Regions from separate parts of the Mus musculus genome. Here region 1 is linked to region 2. Evidence: chromatin contacts called from public Hi-C data. All regions are on one chromosome and are shown on one strand. The core of a region is the stretch at or near the end of the contact, and the rest is flanking DNA. Distances in the headings are between cores, read along the strand shown. Region 1 overlaps Top1mt (DNA topoisomerase 1, mitochondrial). Region 2 has its middle 3.2 kb from the start of Gm28114.

Region 1 (4,228 bases), core at 589-3,088, 280 kb after region 2:
CTGCTCCCTGGGCAGGGTCCTGCGGGCCTCAGCTCTTTCCAGGAAGTGCTTATGGATCTCCGTGAAGTCACATTTGTCAAGGTGTGTGATGAGCCTCCTCTCCTCAGGTGTCATCTCCTGTCCCAAAACCAGCAACACGTGCTGAGTGTCCGCCCCACGGCACGGGGAGCCCACGCGTGGGGCCACAGCACAGGATCACCGTGACATACCACAAACACGGGACTGCCTGCACTCTGCCAAGAGGGCTAAGGCCATTCCACTAGCCCCTCGGCCTCTAACAACCAATGTACCGGGGGCCCATGTGTACAGTGGAGGAGCCCTGGGAATAAGCCATGTGGCCTCAGCTGGAAACAGCTCTCTCCTGGCCACATGGGAAAGCATGAACAGATGACAAGGGAGACCCGGGATGGACAGGGACAGCTGAGAGGAGAGCATGTGTCGTCTCAGCTTCAGGCTTGTGGCCCTAACTCACACCTTGAGCCTTACTCTGTCAGAAAATGACCAAATGAAATCCCCAAGTGAGCCCCTAAATCCACATCCTTCCCCTAAAGCAAGGCCTCCCATGTCCCCAAACCCAAAGAGTCCACTGACAGAGCGGCTGCTCCCAGGCAGGCTCCCAGTAACAGAACCACACTAGCCCCAGTCTCCAGCCAACAGTAATAGACTCTATTAGTATGAACCCAGATGGGGGTGGTGCAGGAGAGCCAAGGATACCTCTTCCTAAATATAATTTAACATTTCAGTAAGGAAAGAGGTAAAAATTCCTGACCCACTAGCTCCAATTCAGGATCCCGTCCTACGCAACTTATCCACGTTGGTCTGATGACGATTACACTCCAGGGACAATTAAAGAAGAAAGCGGTAAGGCACTGGATAGATTACAGCAAATTCACTCAACGGAATGCTAAAAATTAAATTAGAAGCCTATAAATGCTTCTCCAACAAAATAACCCGAGGCTGCGTCATTTCTCACTCCTGGAAGCTAGAAGGCGGCATTTCACTTGATCTCTGCAGAGGGTCCTTTCTCTGCTTCCATAGAGGGAGGAGACAGCGAGGTAACAGGGCCTGGCTGATCCCCTCCCACAAACACAGGGCAGGGGCCCCTCCTCACAGGCAGCCCCCCCCCCCCCGCCAGGGCCTGGATACCTCCAGGAGGTTCCACATGGTTTGTGAAGATTTATATTTATTTTGAACTGGGGTTAGGAGATGGGTGTGTGTGCACACGTACACGCACGTGCCTGCAGAATCCAGAAACATCAGACCCCCTGGAGCTGGAGTTACAGGTGGACGCTAGGATCGTAACTCCCGGAAGCTATACACTGAGCCATCTCTCTACCCCCCCCTCCCCCAGTACCACCTTTAACTACTGATGCAAAAGTCATTACACCCCGGGGAAGAGTTTTGGAGAGAATGGTTGAAATCACAGCAGATCAGAATTTGATGATTCCATTGCAATATGGAGAAACACACACACAGTAAAATGCTAATATTACTTGTTTGCACGCTGGTCATGACAGTGCAAAAATCAAAGTGAAAGACATGGATGCAGACATGGAGAGTGGCGGGGGGGGGGGGGGGCTCGGCAGCTGGTTTTCAACCTCCATTTCCTCACTACAGAAGCCACAGCCCTGCAACAGGTCCTGGCTCCCAGTCATCTGCAAAGCGCGTGAGGACATATGGGGACCAATACAGGGCCACCTTTTTCCTGCACAGCAGAGATCAGAGGAGATCATCGGGAGACAGGACCCAGCCTGCACAGCCACAGCTGCAGTCTGTTGGCCATCCTCTGGGTTGGGCCCCTTCCCTGCCCGCTTGGAGACACTGAGAACAGAACAGCCCACTTTTCCCCTCTGTACTAATAACTAAGGAACGCCAGACGGGAAGGAACACGCACTGGCTGGCTGGCTCCACCCGTGTGCCTGGATGCTTTTCAAGGCAGCAGTTGGTGAGAGTCACAGTGAGAGGCAGGATCAGGGACAGAGTCTTGCATGGGGGACAGACCACACTGTCCCCACAGCTGGTGCTGGACAGCCAGGGATCCATGAGTGAGAATGTCTAGTCAGCTTCAGCTTAAACCACAAGCTGTAAGGCCCCTGATGCTATACCTAAATGCACGCACATGCTAAACATAAAACCAACAACTGTGAATGTCCTAGGAAAACACAAAGGAGAATGCCTTTGTGACCGTCGGTGAGTCAAAGACTTCTCAGACACATAACAGCAATGGCACTACCATTACCAAGAAAGTGCCAGCTTTCACATCAGAGCGCAAACTCCCAAGCACACTAACGAAAATAAAAATGGAAGCTGGCGGGATGGCTCAATGGTTAAGAGCACTGGCTGTACTTGCAGAGGACCCAAGTTCAACTCCCAGCACCTACAGAGAGCTCACAAACCATCTGTAACTCCAATTCCAGGGAATCCCCAGGCACCAGGCATGGATGTGGCACACACACACACACACACACACACACGCAGGCAAAACACACATATGCATAAAATAAAAATAGATTTTTAAAAAAAAATTAAAATAGAAGCCAAAATTTTAGCAAGTCATATTTCTGATTAAAATTGTAATAGGGAGAAAGAGGTGATGTGCATCCTTATAGTCTTAGCACTTGGGAGGCAGTGGAAGAGGGTGGAAGCTCATGGTTAGTCTCAGCTATGTAACAAGTCAGAGTCCACCCTTGTCTCAATAAATAAACAGGACGAAAGAGGTGTTCCAGCAGCTAAGAGGGTCGCTGGCACTGCTCCTGCAGAGGATCTGAGTGCCCCACACCCATGGCAGGTGGCTCACAAAAGCCTGTACCTCCAACTTCAGGGTATCCAGAGCCCTCATCTGGCCTCTTCAGACAGCAGACACACACACGGTGCACGTACACACAGGCAGGGAAACAATCATACGTGATAATGTTATTTTCTGAAGATCTCTCTTGCCTTCGAAGGTTTGAACTTTTGCCAGAATGTGCAACCAAGTTAATAACATGCTCTGGAATCATTTAAAACTATGTACTCGGGGCTGGAGAGATGGCTCAGTGGGTAAGAGCACTGGCTGCTTCCCTAGGGACCTGGGTTCAATTCCCAGCACCCACACGGCAGTCTACCACTGTCTGCAACTCCAGTTCTGGGGGATCCATCGCACTAGGCATGTGCATGGTGCACATATCTGTGCATGCAGGCAAAATAGCCATATACATTTTTTTAAAAGTCTAAGTACTTAACCTGCTGTTACTGTGTGCTCGGTCTGTTTGTTTAACCTGCCTTTAAAAGAATACCTTACCCTACCTTCAGCTTTTATAACCCAAGATAATGTATACCTTTAATCGTAAGCTATGTACTCTGACATGCCCTCGACCTACAATAATGTGTTTTGTCTGTAACTGTTCAATCAATATAGAACAAAGTACTATATTTGCTAAGGGACAGACACAGGCACAACAAACAGGTTACATACCACAAACTATAGACAGGCAGAAGACATAGGGAGAGAAGTGGAGAATTCAAATGTGGGCTAGCTCTTGGTCAAACCACACAATGAGGAAGTCTCTTTTATGCAATCATATTCATTAAAAGAAAGAAACAAGCCAGGAGGTGGGGGCATGCCTTTAATCCCAGCATTCAGGAGGCAGAGGCAGGTGGATCGCTGAGTTCAAGGCCAGCCTGGTCTACAAAGGGAGTTCTAGAATAGACGGAGCTACAAAGAGAAACCTTGTGGGGGGGGGGAGAAAGAAAGAGAGAGAGGGAGGGAGGGAGGGAGGGAGGGAGGGAGGGAGGGAGGGAGGAAGGAAGGAAGGAAGGAAGGAAGGAAGGAAGGAAGGAAGGAAGGAAGGAAGGAAGGAAGGAAGGAAAATTCCAATGACAAACAGTATAGGAAAAGATGCTCAATTCTGTCAGTCACTGGAGAAATGCTATGTATAGCATTTCTATAGGCTTGTAGTTGCTAGATCAAGATGTGAAGATCAGACCAGGCTCACACAAACCATGTTTTTAAAAACAAAGGAAAGAGAGAAACCTTACACAATACTCTCACCTCCATACCACGTGCTTATTTTCATGGGGCAGAAAATACCCTCCGGACTGCTCCAGCCTCCCACTCTGAGCGCTGGATACTGTTAGTGGAGCCCTCAGGGAGAAGGTCACCCCAGGCTACTATCTTGGATGCAGCCATGCTGGGCAAACGCTGGCCACCGCAAGGGCTGCTGCTGGGGCCGCTGAGAAACACACCTTC
Region 2 (3,926 bases), core at 1,077-3,576:
ACTTAAAGGGCCAGCAAATATCTTCAACAAAATTATAGAAGAAAACTTCCCATACCTAAAGAAAGAGATGCCCATGAACATACAAGAACCCTAGAGAACTCCAAATAGACTGGACCAGAAAAGAAATTCCTCCCAACACATAATAATCAGAACAACAAATGCACTAAATAAAGACAGAATATTAAAAGTAGTAAGGAAAAAAGGTCAAGTAACATATAAAGGCAGCTCTATTAGAATTACTCCAGACTTCTCACCAGAGACTATGAAAGCCAGAAGATCCTGGACAGATGTTATACAGACACTAAGAGAATACAAATGCCAGCCCAAGCTACTATACTCAGCAAAACTCTCAATTACCATAGATGGAGAAACCAAAGTATTCCATGACAAAAAGAAATTCACACAATGTCTTTCCACGAATCGAGCCCTTCCAAGGATAATAAAGGGAAAACACCAACACAAAGAAGGAAACTACACCCTAGAGAAAGCAAGAAAGTAATCCTTAACAAAACTAAAAGAAGACAACCACAAGAACAGATTCCCAACTTTAACAACAAAAATGACAGGAAGCAACAATTACTTTTCTTTGATTTCTCTTACCATCAATGGACTCAATTCCCCAATAAAAAGACATAGACTAACAGACTGGCTACACAAACAGGACCCAACATTTTGCTGCTTACAGGAAACCCACCTGAGGGATAAAGACAAACACTACCTCAGAGTAAAAGGCCAAAAAACAATGGTGATGGCAGTTAGGGGCTCTTTTTGCTGGCAGACAAGTGAAGGGAAGGAATCAGCAGACAATCTCACAAATGAAAAAACTCTTCTGAATGATAATAAATCAATCAAGGGAACAATTATACAAGAATGCAAAAATCAGAATATTTTGCACAAAAGGCACTGGCTGAAAGGCAGAAAGGATGAGGCCATCAATGCAAACCCACCAAGTATCATTTGGAGGAACTAAATACTGGCTACTAATATCAGGTGCAAGGGTAACATTACAAAGATGGGCATACTGTGAAGTAGGTGTATTATGAGTCAGTCACACAGAGGTCCAATCCCAAGACCTGGGAGAGGGATAAACCATTCCACACTCCAGGTTACCAGCAGCAATGGTGGGAATTATTTGTAGGGGTAAAACAGCCAGGAACAGCAATGCCTTCATAAAAAGGTGGTTAGGAATAGTAACACAGCCAGCAATTATCAACAAGGTTAGGGGAGGTGGCATTGAGCATAAGGAAGGTCTAATTCACTAAAGTGAGGATAAGGTTTTTGGTCTGAATGGAGGCAAGGGAGGATTGGCTATGGGAGCAAATAAAGTTTTTGAGGTAAAGGTATGAGCAGTTTCTGTAAAAGATGGAGGGTCCAGTTACAGAGTTCCCATCAAGTGATGGGATCAAAGTTTCATCACTTTGTTAACAGCACAGAGATCTTGTAAGAGTCTCCACTTGCCAGACTTTTTCTTTTTTTTTAGGTATTATTTTTTTATTAGGTATTTATTTCATTTACATTTCCAATGCTATCCCAAAAGTCCCTCACATGCTCCCCCACCCACCCACCCGCATTTCTTGGCCCTGGCGTTCCCCTGTACTGAGGCATATAAAGTTTGCATCACCAATGGGCCTCTCTTTCCACTGATGGCCAACTAGGCCTTCTTCTGATTCATATGCAGCTAGAGACACGAGCTCTGGGGGGTACTGGTTAGTTCATATTGTTGTTCCACCTATAGGGTTGCAGACCCCTTTAGCTCCTTGGGTACTTTCTCCTTGGGGGCCCTGTGATCCATCCAATAGCTGACTGTGAGCATCCACTTCTGTGTTTGCTAGGCCCCGGCATACTCTCACAAGAGACAGCTATATCTGGGTCCTTTCAGCAAAATCTTGCTAGTGTATGCAATGGTGTCAGCGTTTAGAAGCTGATTATGGGATGGATCCCTGGATATAACAGTTTCTAGATGGTCCATCCTTTCGTCTCAGCTCCAAACTTTGTCTCTGTAACTCCTCCCATGGGTGTTTTGTTCCCAATTCTAAGAAGGTTCTTAATAACAAAAATTGGGGTGTTCCAGGGGGAGGAAGATGGCTCAATGTGACCAGCTACTAATTTTTCCTGCACTAACTGTTTTGCAGCTGCCAGTTTCTCTTTAGTTAGTGACTACTGATCAACCCAGATGGGGGCAGTGTCTTTCCAGGAAATTTTCTCTGCGTGAGTCTGGGGAGTAGGCATGACCATGGCCATTATGGAAAAGGCTGAGACTGAGATCCCAAACCTCGCCAGTCGGATTTCTGTACCACAGTCAATGATTCTTTTATGCCCTGTGCTTGTTTTCCTAATCCTTGTCCTGGCAGGAATCCCTGGACCGGCATTTGTTTTGTCACTGCTTCATTGGGGCTGCACATGAAAACATTCATTTGGGAGAGATATCTCTCACCCAGATATTGACTGGTAAATCGGGAATCACGTATGGGACTACTGTGCCTGAATTTCCTTCTTGATCTGTCTACCTAAGGGTCTGAGGGCTGACTTGAGGGTTTTTAGAATGCCCAATCCCCTGTAAATGGGTGGCTGGATCAGTCAGCAACCAGGAAGCTGGTCAAAGCCTGTCGAAATGTCGGATCAGCTCCCAAGTCTAAAAGTCCTGAAATGTCAAGGTAAGCATGGGGCGAGAGGAAGTAATCTTTTGGGCCCAAAAGGCCTCTGCTATTCCCCTCTCACCTGGGGCCCTGGTGTCTTTATGGTAGGGATTTGTAGTAGAGACCCTGGGAAACAGCAACAGTTGGGCAATGGTCTGTTGTGTTGGTATAAACACAGCACCACCTGTGGTACTTGCAAGAATCTGAATTTCTCCCTGATGGTCATGGTCTATAACTCCAGGTATGATCTGGAGTCCCTTTAAGTAAAGTGAAGCTCTTCCCAGGACTATGCCAAAGGTATTTGGGGATAGGGGGCCATGTATGTCTGTAGGCACAGCCTGAATGACCGCTTCAGAGGTCAGTATTGTGATGGAGGTGGCACAGAGGTCCAATCCTGGGCTGTTTTTTGTAGCTCACCAGAGTTGGGCAACAGACTGGGTGTGTGATGAGAAATCTCCTGGGGTACAAACTCTATCACCCCAGGGCTTGTCCTGAAGGAGATGGAGGCTAGAGACTGCCCCCCACCCAGGAAGTTTACCGAATGCAGTGGCAGTATGGGATGACCCTGGCTGTCTGTTTTGGATCTACACTCATTGGCCCAATGTCGGCCCCTGTGGCAATGGGGACACAGGGTGGTCGGTGGTGGCCATGAGGGAGGAGTGTCTCCCTGGCCCTCGAGGGGAGGTCTCCGACTCTGGCAGGGATGGGGACATTCTCACAGACAGTGGCCAGGCAGTTTACAATTAAAACAACTCTTTTGAGAGTTACTTAAGCCCGCACTCTGAAGGGTGGCACCAATCGCCAAGCCAATGGCATGGCTTGCTCTGGTGCCTGTACAAAGGTGAACATATCCTGAAAGTGACTTAGAATGGTGGTATTTAAGAATATCTTGGCAAGTAGTATTGGCATTTTCTTTTCTTTTCTTTTGATTTTTTTATTAGATATTAACTTTATTTACATTTCAAATGCTATCCTGAAAGTTTCCTATAGCCTTCCCCCACCCTGCTTCCCTACCCACCCACTCCCACTTCTTGGCCCTGGCGTTCCCCTATACTGGGGCATATAAAATTTGCAATACCAAGGGGCCTCTCTTCTCAATGATGGCTGACTAGGCCATCTTCTGCTACATATGCAGCTAGAGACACGAGCTCTGGGGGTACTGGTTAGTTCATATTGCTGTTCCACCTATAGGGTTGCAGACCCCTTCAACTCCTTGGGTGCTTTCTCTAGTTTCTCCCTTGGGGACCCTGTGTTCCATCCTATAGTTGACTGTGAGCCTCCACTTCTGTA

What was found. A called contact is a pair of places that touch in the nucleus more often than the background predicts.
Region 1: a contact with region 2 is called in a Hi-C map of muscle stem cells, with 2.8 times the contacts expected there. The contact joins two enhancer-like sites. A contact is called at or near these places in 2 of 15 datasets of contacts at CTCF or cohesin (the NIH/3T3 cell line and pro-B cells), 18 of 484 Hi-C or Micro-C datasets (CD4 T cells, cardiomyocytes, cerebellum and 7 more), 4 of 115 datasets of contacts at active chromatin or transcription factors (astrocytes, embryonic stem cells, fibro-adipogenic progenitors and 1 more) and 1 of 9 other capture datasets (adipose tissue).

What each region holds. Positions count from the first base shown.
Region 1 is chr15:75,670,068-75,674,295 of GRCm38.p6, forward strand. It overlaps Top1mt (DNA topoisomerase 1, mitochondrial), which reads right to left. Exons shown (of 14, transcript NM_028404.3): 3 at 4,225-4,228; 4 at 1-117. Among named protein-coding and RNA genes, the nearest start is that of Top1mt, 6.6 kb to the right of the region's middle. Within about 2 kb of position 1,839, at least 14 of the 459 cell types and tissues checked have an H3K27ac peak or open chromatin away from gene starts, as enhancers often do. A contact at or near this core is called in muscle stem cells, where this site is marked.
Region 2 is chr15:75,394,070-75,397,995 of GRCm38.p6, forward strand. No RefSeq gene overlaps it. Among named protein-coding and RNA genes, the nearest start is that of Gm28114, 3.2 kb to the left of the region's middle. Within about 2 kb of position 2,327, at least 3 of the 459 cell types and tissues checked have an H3K27ac peak or open chromatin away from gene starts, as enhancers often do. A contact at or near this core is called in muscle stem cells, where this site is marked.